Regions from separate parts of the Anser cygnoides genome. Here regions 1 and 3 are each linked to region 2. Evidence: chromatin contacts called from public Hi-C data. All regions are on one chromosome and are shown on one strand. Each heading gives the region's core, a stretch centred on a gene start, on an enhancer-like site or on the middle of the called end of the contact. The rest is flanking DNA. Distances are from core to core; before and after follow the strand shown.

What was found. Hi-C and Micro-C count contacts between places; a contact is called where the count stands out from the background.
Region 1: a Hi-C map of liver shows a contact between it and region 2, with 4 times the contacts expected there. The contact joins two enhancer-like sites. A contact is called at or near these places in 2 of 7 Hi-C or Micro-C datasets (both in liver).
Region 3: a contact with region 2 is called in a Hi-C map of liver, with 5 times the contacts expected there. The contact joins two enhancer-like sites. A contact is called at or near these places in 2 of 7 Hi-C or Micro-C datasets (both in liver).

What each region holds. Positions count from the first base shown.
Region 1 is chr2:54,714,098-54,717,177 of Taihu_goose_T2T_genome, reverse strand. All of the region lies in intron 3 of LOC125182079 (a long non-coding RNA gene), which reads left to right. Among named protein-coding and RNA genes, the nearest start is that of STMND1, 52 kb to the left of the region's middle. Within about 2 kb of position 1,562, at least 1 of the 3 cell types and tissues checked has open chromatin away from gene starts, as enhancers often do. A contact at or near this core is called in liver, where this site is marked.
Region 2 is chr2:54,555,325-54,558,638 of Taihu_goose_T2T_genome, reverse strand. The region is part of intron 4 of ATXN1 (ataxin 1); the gene reads left to right. Among named protein-coding and RNA genes, the nearest start is that of ATXN1, 100 kb to the left of the region's middle. Within about 2 kb of position 1,313, at least 2 of the 3 cell types and tissues checked have open chromatin away from gene starts, as enhancers often do. A contact at or near this core is called in liver, where this site is marked.
Region 3 is chr2:54,688,851-54,692,285 of Taihu_goose_T2T_genome, reverse strand. The region is part of intron 3 of LOC125182079 (a long non-coding RNA gene); the gene reads left to right. Among named protein-coding and RNA genes, the nearest start is that of ATXN1, 33 kb to the right of the region's middle. Within about 2 kb of position 1,440, at least 2 of the 3 cell types and tissues checked have open chromatin away from gene starts, as enhancers often do. A contact at or near this core is called in liver, where this site is marked.

The DNA of each region.
Region 1 (3,080 bases), core at 313-2,812, 160 kb before region 2:
AAATTATTATTATTCACCTTCTGTAAAGTAAATGCTGAAAAAGCGTTTTGGGGTGTATCTGCTATTGTGTAGAATAGTTCCGCCATAAATACTACTGAAACTATCTGGTAAAATTAAACTAAGTTCTGCTAAAATCTGTGGGTCTTTACCACTGTATGTTTTACTCTTCTAGTATCACCCTGTGAAACATTGCCACCCCTATGCTGAGCAATGTACAAATTGTGTTGGACATGCTATCCCAGAGTGTAGGGTCAGATCTGGTGAAGATCTGTAGGCACTTCGAGATAGGGGGTATTTGCTGTCATTCTCAAGGGCAAAGCAAAGTGACTGATGGGATTGCCAGGAACACTGGTTACAGCTTCAGCTATCAGAATACCTTTTAAAATCTGTCCCTTATCCAAAATAGACCAGAAAAGCAAAAAGAACTGGAGAAAAATGTCTGCAACCCTGTTTTTTCCCAGAGGGCCTCAAAGGAGAAAGTGACTTTCCCAGAATTAGATAGAGAATCTGAAGCAGTGCTGGACTTTGAACCCAGGTCTCCCAGTATGTTGCCATAAATACAGGACACAGAAACGCTTTTGGACAATGAACAGGAAAATGGGTCAAAAATAAAATTCAAGGTAATTTTCAGGTGTGTATGAGAAAATACTTGCAGATGTGTCCTTTCGTTCATTCCTCTCTGTCAGTACTATGTGTTGCATTTGCAGCTCTGTAATAGCTGAAAGATTTAAATAGCTATATATGATTTATTAATTTATTTAGGTAACTCCCTCTGGTACAATTCATGTAGTTGTGCATTTTTATATTCCAGTAAGTCAGCGAAATGCAATGTGTTGATGCTCAACTCGAATGTAAGCAAATAAACATTGTGTAGAGACCCACTTCTTTTGATTAGGTCACGCTTTAATTAAGTTTTCTGTATGTCTTCGTACCTCTCCCTGGACGTTATGGCCGGCAGCAGGCTTTTAATACTGCCGCGATTTGGCACTGAGACTCCTGGGCCACCGCCAGTCCTTGTGCACAAAGGCTGCGTTGATAGACTTGTGATAAGGACTCAGCAGGAGATAAGGGTTATGCTTTGGCCCAATGGCTCGACCTTGCTCTCGTTGAGCGAGCAGCAAGAGCCTTATTGATCACAAAGAGAGCGGGACGCGTTAATGCCTTTTCATTCTCCAGCGCTGCGTGGAGGCAGATGGGAGGGACTGCTTGTGGTGCTGCTGAGTGCAGTTTGTTGATATACAGGTGCCTGTTCTTGCGAGAATCAGGCCTTCTTTTGGCACGGCAGCTTTATGTATCCATGTTTTGTGTGTGAACGCAATGTTTGTCAGGCACTAGTTTGGCAGTGCTGGAGACAGCAGCTCTCCGTGCACTGGGTGTCTGGCTTGGTGGTGCTGAATCGATGAGCTACGTTGCGATGCGTGCCAGTGTATCAGAAGGCAGGTCTGAGACATTGGTGAGTGTTCACCAAGCCTGTTAATCCTCTCAGGCTGTAGCCACACAGTTGAGTTTGGTATTCTCATCACCTAAATTCCTAAATGTACTTCTGAGGCACATTCCCTTCTAACGCAAGCTGCCCAAACATCTGTGGCGAGACTAAGGAAAACATGGAGAAAAAGACCCGAAGATGAATATTTCAGCAGAAACGTGGGAAGGAATGCAATGTAGCTCACGCAAAACCTTCTGTAGTGTATGCCATAAATTAACACAATATAAATTTATACATATTTACACCACATAGACTAAAATATATAAATCCTCAATACTCAGCCTTCTGTAGTAGGTGTAAGCAAGCAGTCCATATGCTTAGCTGATTTCTGGGGAGCTCTAGGGAACAAAATGTATCTTTGTGGAACTTATGATATTAAGGAGATTATAAACTAGGGTAATCAGTGAGGCTCACAAAATGGGTTGTCTTTTCTGCAGGCTGAAAACAAGCAGCAAATTCCCAATTTGCTATCTAAGGTTCTAACTCAGCCAGGTGCTAAAATACACATGTAACGTTTAAACGCATGAATAGTCCTATTGATGTTGAAGGCCTAAAGATCAATCCATTGCTCGCTGGATTTTCCTGGCTTCAGGCTCTATGAGTCTATTTTCCTCTCGAATTTGTGTACTTTCATTGCAAAATACAAGCTTGTAACATCTCATTAGGTACCAGATGTTTCCTTTTCCACCACTTCACACCAGCTATTCTAAACCAGTAACATGTATCCCTCTTTTGTACAGCTTTGCAGTGAAGAATCTGATCTCTAACATTTGTTCTGTTGCTGCTGTTTTTAAATGAGAGAGAAAAAAATTTGGTATGTGTTTAAAGTATGGGACCTGTAGTCCAAATGTCATGATTCTCTTTCAGCAATACCATATTTTCTAGGGATTAGGGGAATTGCATGATTCATGAGCAATCTCATATGATTTTTGTCTGAAATGCTGGAAAAACTTCTACTTCACAGAGGTGCTAAGAGAGGGAAGGTGAGGGTAACAGGAGAGTAAAATGGAGGAATTGTTTGTAAGCTTTATGACAAACTGTCCTGCCACATGCTGTTTTGCACAGGGACGGTGGGTTTATTTGCACCCTCTGATTTTGGCCACCTGTCACAGGAGGAGTCTAGATAGCCTTTGGAGAGGGAAGGAAGCCCTTCCAAAGCACTGTAGGGTTTTCTGGTGCTATTGTATCAGTACACCCTCTTCTTCACGTCAAGGTCCTAATCCCCCAGCCATTTGCAAATGGCTCCAGAAGTACCTCATCAGGCCCAAACCCACAAGCCACACCACTGAGGTGATGCACCCCAAAGAGACGCTTAATGTGCTTAATCAGCACAGAGGGGTGCAGCCAAGGTTCAGTGGGCACTGAGGTCTTAATGTGTATATGCAAGGACTGTACCTTGCTCTGTGGCTCTACTCCTGGGAGAAACTCCTAGCAAAAATATGAGGAGATAGCAGCAAAAGCTAGAAGAGGCTGGGTTAATGTCAGCCACTCTATGGTGAAATTTCATTAAATATATGGGCACAGAACCTGTAACTGATCATTTTTGTTTTCCCAACTTCTTGTGGACATAAGTGCTTGGCTGCAGCTGGGAAGG
Region 2 (3,314 bases), core at 64-2,563:
AAGTATGGATTGGTACCTAATTTAATGTATCCAGGGGTGAAAATGTCGGCTTGGTGTTCTCTCTCCCTGGGACTCCTATTCCAAGTATTGCTCTTTGTATTTGAGACAGGAACCGTCATTTGCTGTATGCCTGTACAGGAGCCAAGTAGGTCAGTGCCTCTAGGTATTGCTGTACATTATCTCTTCCCCCATGTGTGAGTTACCACCTTTTATTGAATCTTACTATAGGTGTCTTTGCCGAAGCATTTTAGTGGGGCTTCGCTCGGTCTACCCTTGTCCTAAGTGCTGTTCAAAACCCTGGATGAGCAAAGGTGGGTAGAGCAAGCTCCAGCTCTCTAACAGTTTCCTGTAAGCGGGAATCAAGGAGTTTCCCCTTCCAGAAGACCTCGGCCAGAAGAGGCACCATTGCAAATGCACCCAAGAGACCGACTCTGGGCCTAAGCTATACATAGACCCGCTGTGACCTAGGCTGATTCGTGGTTCAGTCTAGCTCTCATTTTGCTCAATTTCACTCTTAAGTGGCTCATCTTTATCCTCTTTTTCCCAGACCTTCTGCTGAATTGATCTCTTCCACTCTGAATGTGTCGTCTCACGTTACGCTCCCAAACCAGCTGTAGGGGAGGGAACGACCCAGCGGCTGTCCATTTGCACATCTTCCACTGGGACGCCTTAGCTTGCCGTCTGCGTCTGCCAGGTCTGTTTCAAGGCAAAGGAAACTAAAATAGCTTAAAACACTTATCACTGTTGGAGGTGAACACGTGACTGCGCCTCAAACTGAACCGCCACCAAAGGCTTACTGAAATAACATGTGGTCTGCTGCCATCTGCTTACAACTCTTGCTCCCACCCTCCGTTGCTCTTGTCACTTCAGGCTGCTGCAAGCTCTTCAAACCAAAGGCTGTTGTGTCTTTGCAAAGGGTATGCTGCTGTGGCACCTCCTCCACCCCATCTTGCTTAGCACTCAGTTCCCACTGTGATACAAATGATAGTGATAGAGTTGATAGTTTTATAATGTAGTCTTAATGGGGATGTGGGTTGGACCGAACAGGAGTGTCATTTTTGTGGTATCTGCCCAGTTGTAACTCATCCCTAACATGAATTTGTTGACAATCCTCGGATCTCAGGTATTGATCGATGATGTAAGTGCCCTATACTAGGACAGATGATGTAATTCTTACCAAGTTACTAAAGACAGTGACCTTGAGACAGATCAGATGGTTGAGCAGCATAGATGGGTCACTGATTACAGACTGTCCTTGTTTTAAAGCTGAACTGTCATCTGTTAATTATTAGGGAGGAATAACTATCACGAAATGCCACTGTGTCACAAAAGATGCAGAGTTTATTGACTTTTACCGGTATTTACATACTCTTGTTTTGACAGGTGACTTTTGATAGTTCTGCTGCCTTGTTACTTTGGCTGTCATTACAATTTAAGTTGGAGTAGCCTAAAAGCTGACTTTTGTGAGTCCAAGCAAATTGTTTCTGATAACAAGTCACATTTAAAAAAAAAAAAAAAAGTAAAACAGAAGTTGCTGTGATATGAAAAAAAAAATTAGTAAATGGGAAAAACAGGTACGGCACAGCTTTGCCAATGGGGAAACCTCCATCTTCCCTGCCCCCCAACTACAATTGGCTTGCATATACGTTAGAATAAGAGGTAGCATCACTTTTCATTTGAATACTTGATAAAATAAAAAATGTGATAAGCATCAACCAGCTTTTGCTTTTAGATAAACAGTAGGCAGAACTCGAGAAAGGTCATGGAGGAAAAAGAATTAAAACCACTTGCTATGATTGCTAATAACATGGTTGAGAAAAAGGCATATTTTTATCTCAGTGGAAACAAGCTCTGAGACACCCCAGAGCAAGCATAAGAAACAGTCAGTTATGACAAGCATGGATCCCGAAAAGAAGGAATAGAGAGGTTTGAAAAGACAAATGATTGAAGAGCTATTTTTAGTTCTACTGTTGGTATTTTCTTCCTAACAACTAGTGCATTTCTGGCCTAGCATTTGCTGTTTAGTATCAGGATTTGGGTTGGGTTTTTTTGTTCCTCTCTTCTTAGTATACTGGCACATTTGCAAGATTAGTATGAAACTGAGGAACGTGCCGAAGACTTGTCCTTAAGCAGATCTGTACTGAAAGCAGTGGTAGAAGTTAATCATTTGTATGAATTTGTGGTCTAATAAAGACTATGAAAGACTGATAAGATCAATTAATTGCTGCAATGAATTGATCTTAGGAAATCATAGACTTATAGACACCTCGGTACGATTCTGTATTTTCCACTTCTTTTTGTGGCAGAAGTTTCTCTGGTAGCTTGTGTTTGAAACTAATGAATAATATGGACTAGAATTTCTCTTTCTGAGTTCTGGGAATGTGTGCTTTGTATTGTTGAAATACATTTCACTATTTTGTGGACTTTTCAGGTCTTCTCCTACAGTGTTTGCCTATGGATATTGCTGCATAATGCCTGGGGACTCCTAATGTGCAAGATCCTAGAGACTGTTAAAAGCAGTTAAGATGTAAAAAACTGTCCAGTTCTTTATGTGCAAAGGGCATTGAAATCCTTCGGTCTGTGTCTTAGTGAGAATTTCAGGTTTCAGTGGGATGAAATAAGAACTTTTATGGACGTGTTCCCTTCAACAATATTTCTTAAGTGTGCAATAAATCTAGATGTGTATAATTGAAATTGTGGGAAAATCTTGAAAACAAGGAAATTATTTTAATCAGTTAGTGCCAAAGTAAACACAAAATCTGTCTCTCTGAGTCTCTGGCCCAGAGATTAAGCATGTGGCTTCATTTTTAAGCAAGTGGTGCAACCACTTCAAAAATTAAGTTTCTTTGGGAGGTGGAGGCTCCTGTTGAGTAGAGAAGCATTCTTCACTGAGCTGTGAGCCTGACGTCTGAGTGCTCTGCTCTTCTTTATGTTTTTATTCCCATATCTGCATATGAGTTAGGCAACTGGTGTTATCCCTCTTTTGTAGTTGTACAGAAGGGCTAAAGGACAAGCTCAGCAGTACGTAAGAGCTTGGTGATGTCATGCTTTGACTTCAGTTTCCCAAATCCTAAGCAGCTATTCTGTTCTCTAGATCACACTTTAAATCCTTCCCCCATGCTTTTTTTTTGTACCAATGTCACTCAGTTGCTCTTTCCACTCCCATTTTTCCAGAGTGATCACAGCTCAGTTATCTCAGCTGTCTTGCATCCCGGACTAGCAGGATTTATGCACTCTGAGACAGTGACATGTCACTGAGCAGTTTCTGCTTCTAAATTACTGCTTCAGAGAGAGAGTGAAGTTTGCCCCAGGGC
Region 3 (3,435 bases), core at 191-2,690, 130 kb before region 2:
TTTCAGAGCTCGGTAGGAGGCAGGATGAAATGTTTCAGGCTGCGTCCTAAGGTTATTCTTCGAGTGGACAGTGTTTTAACTGGATGTGACGGGCATTGGCAAAAAGATGTTTGTGATATTTATAGTCCTCAGGAATCTGTATGAAAGGGAAAAAATGATTATCTGGATTCTGTATAAATACCACATCCAAAGCACACCTGTCTTCTGCCATGTGGGCCAGCTAATTGGTTTTTGATCTATTTTTACTGTTCTTAGCTGAAAGGCAATTTTTTTGTTAAGTTTCACAGAAAGCTCTAGAGCTGTTTTAGGGTTTTGTAGCTGTGAAAAATAGCCACGGTTCTGTTTTTTAAAAAGCATTCTCAAGGAATAATTACAATGATTGAGCGTGCTGCTTAAAAAAAAAAAACAGAAGCGTGTACATTTTTCATAGCTACACAACTCTAAAACGGCTTTGTGGGTTTCTTCACATATTCAGGAAACTTAAAAATAAAAAGGAGCAAATCTAGCTCTGAGCTTGGCAACAGCTGAAGTTTATATTTCACAAGTATCTGAAAATGGGTTCCTCCCCATTTGCAGACGCAGATGCCAAACTTTTAAACTGACAGTGCAAAGTTTATATTGCAAGCTTTGTAAAGGAGCAAAGCAGCATTTTTTTTTCCTGCTCTGCGCCAGTCCTGCAGTTCTGCATGGCTAGTTGGAGAGTTATTATTATTGTTTATGAATTCCTTGCCTTGCGGTCGTGCATAACAGCAAGTCGGCATTGTTGAATCGGGAACTGTAGACATGCAAATAGCAGAAAGGTTGCCCCTGCTGCTTAACTTTTGGCAGTATTTTGTATTCTGTTCCTGTCTGTATTAAAACACAGAATGCATTGAATGGGCCAAGCCCTGAAATCCTTATTTGGTTATTAAGAGGAGAGAGAAAGGGCTGTGATTCATTAGGAAGGGGATGAATAAGAGGCGGCGGAGAAGGTCTGTGGAAGGTAGTTTGGGAGCTGCCGTTGCCTTGTCTCATGACCCAGCGACACGGGGGTCATCTGGGCACGGCGAGGTGGCTCCTTCAAAAGTGATGCATGAGATGTTCCTCACGCTGGGGCAGACACAGGAGCAGCGTGAGGAGGTGGCTGCTGCTTACGTGGTGTATCCAATGCGTGTGCAGGGTTAATGGCCTCCTGGTAAATGCTCGCCCCGGCAAAGGCGACTTGGGTAGAAGTCATTGCATGGGATGCTCCTGAAACCAGCTGTGGAGAAAGATTATCTTTTTAATCTCCTTTTTAATGAAAGGCCAGGGTTTCTGGGGTTATATATTAGCTCAGACAAAAGGGGTGCGGGAAGGGGAACAAAACCTGCTGTTTGAGCATTAGACCAGGTCACTAATCCCGCTGCAGTATTTCGCCTGGAGCAGCAGGAGTTACAGATGTTTGTTTGCATCATCCCAGGATAGTCTCTGATGATGGTGGTTTGGGTTGCTGTAATCCCACAGAAATTATACTTTGGCTTCAATACTTTGGCTTGCCCGGGCATGACTGATCATTATCTGCTCTTCGAGATTAGCTGAAAGTGCCTGGCTAAACGCTGTGAACTTTGTGGTAGAGGAGGGTGAATCTGGGGGCTGGGCCTCCAAGAATATTACATTAAAAAGCTGGTACGTTTGTTCCCCCGTGGCCACCAGCGCAAAAGAAAGCAGAGGAGAGCCGAGCACAGCTAGGCTGGTTTGCTGGGGATATATTCAGGTGCTTAACTCACTGCACAGGCCACCACGGCCCTGGTAGGCAGCGTTTCAGCAAAGGCCAGTGAGTGCTGCAAACGACGTCGGGAGGAGAGTTCGTTCCCTTCTGCCTGCTTTTTAGGTTAAAAAGGAGATGATGCTGGAGGGGTAGCGTCCGCGTGGTGCTCCCCACACCTCGCGTCCTGCAGACCTCCAGGATAATTTTAGCGCGAGCCTCCCCGAGCACCGTCCAGCTCGTCTGTTTACAGAGTCACAAAGTCTCTTCTCATTATTTTGCAGGGATCAGAGGGGACAAAAGTTTAAATATTAGCTCAGCTATTTAAACCCTGTGCAATGCCAGTCTGCTTGGCACACAGTGTTGAATCTAGTGATAAGATATTCAGCCGACTGATGGCCCTCACGGCATTGAAAGAAGAAATATGCTGATAAATTTCGATGTGAGGGGTAGGAGGAGCAAAACCACTGAGAAGTTTTATGACAATTGCAAATCACAGAATCTGCCAAAAACCTGTGCTTAGAATACGTTGTTGCTCTCCAGTAAGCTCTGATTTCCCAGAAACTTCTGGAGGATTCCTAGATAAGTGGTATTGCAGATGAAGTATGGAAAAAAAAAAACTCCAGCAAAAGCTTCGTGTGTGAAAATATTTTCTGTTGTATAGTTGCGTTTTTGTCCACTAGATGGCTTTTCCCCCCTGCCTGCGACCTGATAGGGTTACAATTGTTTGGTTCAGATTGCTCTGTCTAAAGCAATGTTATCTGTGGCTTAATTCAGACACTGGTAACTGGTAAATTTTGGTCAAAAATTTCTAATTAAATACTGCATGCAGGGTTTATGTATCCCGTGATGTAGATTTTCCTACTTGGAGCAAAGTCTCCTGTACATTGGCACGGAGGAAAATTCAAGTTAAGATGTTTTTAGCAAAAATGTTTGCCAGAAAACAGTGTTTGCTGATGATACGAAATTAATAAAGACCACAGAGCACATTCTGTGGTTATTAAGTCTTCAACACTGACATTGAAAAATAATGTAAAATCTTCCAGACCATGTTTTGGTTTGGCTGGGGGTTTTTAGGAATTGGAAATAGAGGAGTTCCTCCCCTTACCCACCCAGCCTGTAGTATAATATTAATTAATGATGTTTGGAAGCAAATTTAGGTTCTGCAATTATTGTAATTAAGTGGGACAGATGGGACAGAATTCTGCATTATGTGGCTTAAGCCAAATCAAATAGAATCAAAAAAAAAAAAGGATTAATTTACATTATTTACATTGAGGAAAGTCTCTGAATGATTGTGGGAGTCCCAGTGACTGCTGAGATACCAGCAGGGCTATGCCTGTCCTGTTGACTAAGGTGAATAAAAAATAGACAGTGGTCAAGAGAAGAGCAAGTAGAGCACCCTGATTTAGTCAAATGTGTGGTATCCAGGATATGAAAAAAAAATAATATAACAATGCATCCCAACAATCAATTTTCTATTCTTTTATAACACTTGTTTTCATTGAAAAAGCATAACATGGCAGAACAATCACCAAGCTGATGTTCACTGTTTCACTGGACAAGTATATGGGAATTGGTGCAATTTTAGATCTGTAAAAAGTTCTCAAGAAATGTAGTTATACCTGCAAGACTGATTTAGGTACCCCCACTCAAGGAAGGCAGAACAACCTCTGTCACAAGCTGTTATTAGCATCCTCCTGAAAAGCTCA